Regions from separate parts of the Mus musculus genome. Here region 1 is linked to region 2. A link is a contact called in public HiChIP or PLAC-seq data. All regions are on one chromosome and are shown on one strand. Each heading gives the region's core, a stretch centred on a gene start, on an enhancer-like site or on the middle of the called end of the contact. The rest is flanking DNA. Distances are from core to core; before and after follow the strand shown.

Evidence for each region. HiChIP or PLAC-seq counts read pairs in DNA pulled down with a chosen protein or histone mark.
Region 1: an H3K27ac HiChIP or PLAC-seq map of double positive thymocytes shows a contact between it and region 2, with 4 times the contacts expected there. The contact joins two enhancer-like sites. A contact is called at or near these places in 1 of 484 Hi-C or Micro-C datasets (hematopoietic stem and progenitor cells), 5 of 115 datasets of contacts at active chromatin or transcription factors (T-cell acute lymphoblastic leukemia, bone marrow-derived macrophages, double positive thymocytes and 2 more) and 1 of 9 other capture datasets (adipose tissue).

What each region holds. Positions count from the first base shown.
Region 1 is chr10:93,324,119-93,326,870 of GRCm38.p6, forward strand. No RefSeq gene overlaps it. Among named protein-coding and RNA genes, the nearest start is that of Gm32688, 8.1 kb to the left of the region's middle. Within about 2 kb of position 1,438, at least 125 of the 459 cell types and tissues checked have an H3K27ac peak or open chromatin away from gene starts, as enhancers often do. A contact at or near this core is called in double positive thymocytes, where this site is marked.
Region 2 is chr10:93,121,527-93,124,394 of GRCm38.p6, forward strand. No RefSeq gene overlaps it. Among named protein-coding and RNA genes, the nearest start is that of Gm40740, 3.5 kb to the right of the region's middle. Within about 2 kb of position 1,440, at least 22 of the 459 cell types and tissues checked have an H3K27ac peak or open chromatin away from gene starts, as enhancers often do. A contact at or near this core is called in double positive thymocytes, where this site is marked.

The DNA of each region.
Region 1 (2,752 bases), core at 188-2,687, 200 kb after region 2:
CTCCTAATATCTGAGTCTTTGGAGAAACACTCAAAGTTAAATCCATATCAGAACTAATGGTTGAGCTAAATTTGGATCTAAGGGATATTTCCAATTTCCCAAGCACAGTCGACATGCTTTACTGAGGCTGCCGAATGTCTTCTAGAGTTTCCCTCGAGGTTATTTCTATTACGTTTATCTCCATAAGGGGGCTGCAGGCAGAACGCCCCTGAACATCTTGCCTTATATCTGTCAGCAGCCCCAGTGCTAAGCACATATTGCTCACATTTACGTTTATAGTCATCCCTATATTTTATAATTGTTTTTTATTTGCTTGTTGTTTCTTGAGACAAGGTTTCTCTCTGTGTAGCCTTGGCTGTCCTGGAACTCCCTCTGTAGACCAGACTGGCCTCAAACTCAGAGATCCACCTGCCTCTGCTTTCCAAGTGCTGGGATTTAAACCATGCGCTACCACTGCCTGGCTGCCTTGCTCTGTCTTTAATAAGAGAGACATCCACACATTCATCCACTTGTTAATAAGCTCACCTGACAGGTGCTAACTGGGTGCTGGTCCTCTTCCAGAGGACCTGGGTTTAATACCCACTACCCAAAGGACAGTTGACGACTGTCTATAACTCCAGTTCCAGGGGATCTGACACCCCCTTACAGACATAGGTGCAGGCAAAGCACAAATGCATATAAAATAAAAATAAGCAAATTGTTTCTTTTTTTTTAAATGTCAAGAAAATAAAATGAAGAGTGCAAAGACATGGTGAGAGATTATGATATTCTTGACAGGAATATTGGCAACTTAGAGCAGGAGCCTGGCTGAAGAGAGAAGGAGGCCAACCGTTCTACATCGTCTAGGCTCAGTTCTCTCTGCTCTGGCACCATTACAAAACTCTCTACACAGCGACGAGGTGTCTTAGAGACGCCACTTCATGTCCAGAGCCCCCACAGAATCCATATGTCATACTCTGAGGTCTCCAGAACTGACCAGGAGCACACCAACCTCCTCCTGCTGTGTCTTTTGACTCCCCAACACAAGGACAACCCTACTGCTAAGCCATCCTTGTGGAGCTCTGGGGAGACTGTCTGGGCCCCGGAATACCTGGTGGCCAAGGAGGTTGTGGGATTTGGCAGGGGTGGTCAGCACTGTTGGTCTATAGCTGCCTTGGTTCCCATTCTCTCCCTCTGTCATATTTGCTGCATCTGAGTGTCTCATTATGATTCCAGCTGGGGAAATTCACTCTCCTGGTTGCTGTTTTCCAATCCATTTGACTGTGGTGAGAGAACTAGGTAAGAACGCCCTCAATACCTGACCCCAACCTTTCTTCTGAGACAACTCGCTGGCCCTTCCAGGCCCTCTAGCCCATCTAACCTCCAGTGGACAGGTCCTCTCCCTTCCAGGGGTTGGGTTTTGTTTTATTTTGTTTTCCCATGCCGATCTAACCCCTCCTTCAACCCACAGTTCTAACACCACTTCCTGCCAGAAGCTGTCCCTGAGGGCTGTCTGCCAGTCTATGTATGTGCCCTGATTAAATGCATTTAAAGCTCCAGAGACCTTTTCTTCATAGGATTAATGGCAGTCATACTTTTATACTTAGTGAAAAGGGGGAATGTTTGAACCACAGCTCAAGTTGGCTTACTAACTTATCTGATTTTTCTCATTTTCTAAAATTGGGCTCCCCATCTTCCATTTTTGCTATGATTGTGCTGGGGTGGGAGAAACTTAAACTCGCTATTAGAAGGTATCGGCCTCTTCCTGTTTAAAACAATCTGTTTCCCCCCCAAATAATCAGCTAATTCAAAGATGAAAATTGCTATCACCGTTACTTCCTGGCTTCCCTCCCTCCTCAGGCTCCAGGGAGGGGCCTCTAGCTGCAGGGTCAAAGGGTGGCCGACAGAGCTTTGGGCAGGGCTTGTGTGGGCTGGGAGTGGTCACCTCTGCTTCTGCTCTGGGACAGCTCAGCACTTTCTCCTGCCTTGCCCCAGACTGACCTGCAGCTTAGCCGTTTTGGCCTTGGAGCCCCTAAGAACAGTATCTGCCTCTGGGAAGTGTGGGACCAGCTTGGCGTCTAACCTTCAGCTGAGCAGTCACACCCAAGAGCGAGGGAGTGAGTGGTAACCACATTCTTGACCCACCAGCTTTCAAGCCTGCATCTTCAGATGGCTTGAGAGAGTATCTAGAGCAGTGTTTCTCAACCTGTGAGTCATGACCCCCTGGAGGATTGAGTGGACCCTCTTGGAAGGTTGAGGGAGAGGTCACCTGAGAGCATCAGAAAACACAGATATTTATATTATGATTCGTAACAGTAGCAAAATTGCAGTTATGAAGTAGCAACAAAATGATTTTTAAGGGGTGTGTGTGTTGGGCCAGGGGGGCTCACCACAGCATGAGGAACTATATCAAAGGGTCACAGCAACAGGAAGGTTGAGAACTATCGAGCTAGAGGAACTTCTTTGTCTCCTACAGACCACGTGTAGGCCCAGAGGAAACAAAGCAATCCAAGACTCTTCTTGTTAGAGAGACTGGACTGTGGATGCCGCATGGGTTTATGGGATGCCTGGAAGGGCAGAGCTCAGCTCATCTCCCCACTGCTACCTGGACACTCCCCAATCCCCGAGGCTTGCTCAAGGGACCTGAACGATGCGCGCTTCTAACTTATGCCTTTGTTTCCCTTTCCCTTAGACTCCCATCTGCTGAATTACATATACTACAGTCTCTGCTGCAAGAGACCACATTCTTTCCTCTCCCTATAGAAAGGCAAGC
Region 2 (2,868 bases), core at 190-2,689:
AACCATTTTTTTTAATATTTCTGTCTTGCCCTTCAACCATTTTTGGGCATGTTTGTCCTTGTGTGACCCTCTTAGTCCACTTGGCCAGAGCTGCTTTAGAGCAGTCATTGTGAAAGAGTGTGAGATCCCTGGGGGCGGGGGGCAGGCATGGAGACAGAGTTCCCTACATCCAGGAGGTTTGTGAAGGAGCACTTTGGTGTCAACACCAGGGGAAGTGTTGCAGGGCAGGGGCTGTAGCAGAGCAGAGCTAAGACATCTTTATAGTACTCATGGGTCTATTGAAGTCCCATCTTTATAGTGCTCATGGGTCTATTGAAGTCTAAACACAAAATTAGCTCAATTAATTGAATATACAGGATTAGATAAAATCTTGCCCATATTTCATAAATCACATACTCAATTTTTGTCTCGAATTTTATGGAGACAAAGATCTCTCAAAGTCCATTATTAAAACACATAATGTGTCTGGTGGTGGTAGTGGTGGTGGTGGCGCACACCTTTAATACCAGCACTTGGGAGGCAGAAGCAGGTCGATCTCTGTAAGTTCAAGGCTAACCTGATCCACAGAGTGAGTTCCAGGATAGCCAGAACTACACAGAGAATCCCTGTCTCAAAACAACAACAACAACAACAATAATATTAATAAAAAATAAAAAAACAATAAGGTAATGGTATCTATGAATGATGATTATATAAACCATCTGACTGAGTTTGTAAAATGATATGTAAATTAAGATTTTTCTAGATGGAGTAGCATATTCACCTCCTTAGAGATGTGGCATATTGATTTCGGGTATAGTACAATGTTACAACAGTTGCCTAGCAGACTCGAGGCTCCAGGATCAATCCCAGTACCACATACATGTCACCAAAATAGTGGGCTGTCTCTGCAAACAAAAGGTCCATTTCTCTTGTGAGTGTTAAGAAAAAGTCTACAGATTATTAAGCCCCTTCTTCATGCACAAAGCCTTTCTGTTTGTTTGTTCATTTGGTAAAGCATCTGCTGGTTGATCCATCAAGTTGCTTGGAGAACTCCACAGTATATTAGCAAGTCTGCTAAATAACAGATAATTAGTCTCTGGGGGGGGGGGGAACAGGAGAATGCCACAGCGTCCGCAAATCTGTCGCCTGTCTGATGGCTTTTACATTCGAAGCTGCTCCAACTGCTTGGGAACGGCAGCAGTTCTGACTGTGTTTCTTTTCAGGGCCTGCTCGTCTATTCTTCCTACTGCAAAGCTCCAACATCCCGGCTCTTCTCTGCCTCACCTTCTCCACTTCACCAATCACAACTATGACTAAGCTAAAGGAGTCCTCATATAATTATACAAATACATAAAAGGGAACTATGTGGAAGTCTCGTTTTAAGAATAACTATGCACTACTGACATGGAGGACTTTCTCAAAAACTAAAGGCACCACAGGAAATGCCACGTGATGAGGAAACGGTTCATCTGATAAATAAATTTACCTCACCCTGTCCAAATCTCCACAGCAATATCATGATTCCACATTGTTAAGTTCATGGAGGAAATATTATTTCATGGTGTCTTTTTATTATTACTTTTAAATTCTACTTTATGTTGTTTATATGTGGTCATGTACATGCGAGAACATGCACCCATGGAAGAGCCCAGAGGTTCAGGATCCGGGGAGTTGGACTTACAGATGGTTGTGTGCCACCCTACATGTGCAGGGAACTAAATTAAGGAACTCTGCAAGAGCAGCGATCACTCTCAACCACCAAGCCTCTCTCTAGTGCCAGGTTTGTTGGGTTTTTTTGTTTGTTTGTTTGAGACAGAGTCTTGTTATATACTGGAAGATGACCTCAACTCCATCCTCCCTGTCTCTGTCACTTGAGTGCGGAGGTTACAGGTCTGTACCAGCACATCCAACACAGACAATATTTATGTGATAACTCACATTCTCAAAGTGAAGGACTTAGAAAGTCAACCATCCAGGGCTGTCTCTTACAGCAGTCACAGCGCTTGTCTCAGAGCCTGCAACTAGGAGGCCAATCTGCTAGAACACCAGACAGAACTTCCTGCTGTGAAGAAATCCAACCCTCTCCCTTTCTTAGACTAATTTGATTCCCCCGTCAACGCTGAATAAATGTTCCCTGTGGAAACAGTTCTGTGCTAGTCATATTGAGACAGGAGAAAAATAACTTGGCTGTTGGGTATACAAATTAGAGTTAGCAGTAAGGTGTCTCCCCTCCTCCCCTGCCCCCAAATAATGAGTCTTATTGAAATCAAAGGAAAGTTAAAAACTTATCAAAACCTGTTATGGTGATACATACTCACAATCCCAGCATTTTGGAGGCTACGGCTACATTTCGAGACCCTGAATCAGAAAAATTGAGTGCTTTTAGTGGTAGAGCATTTGGCTAAAATGTGCATTCGCTGGGGGGTGGAGCTCAGTGGCAGAGTCCTTGCCTAACACAAACAAGGTCTTGGGATCCTCTCTAGCCCAGCCAAAGGTGGGATGGTGGGTGAACTTAAAGCTTACCAAGTGAACACTTCTGTCTGGGTAGTCTTCCCATGTGTCAACTCAAGATGCAAGCATATTAAGTAGGTTATTCTGTCTGAGCAGGCTTCCCATGAGTCAACAGAAGATTCCCCATAGACTTACATAATACCTGTCTCGCGCAATTTTAGGGAAGTCCTCCTCGGACCTCTCTTTGTTTAAAAGCTGAGCTATAAGAGAGAGACATTGTAAAGAGCAGGGCTACCAGAAAACCTACACCAATGCCAGCTGCAAAGGGAAACTGACTAATCCAAGAAATTTGTCTTTCCTTCCTTACGCTGGTCCTGATCCAGCTGGAGGAAGCTGACTGGCGTTTGCTGGTTTTCCTTTGCAAACGGCTGGCTG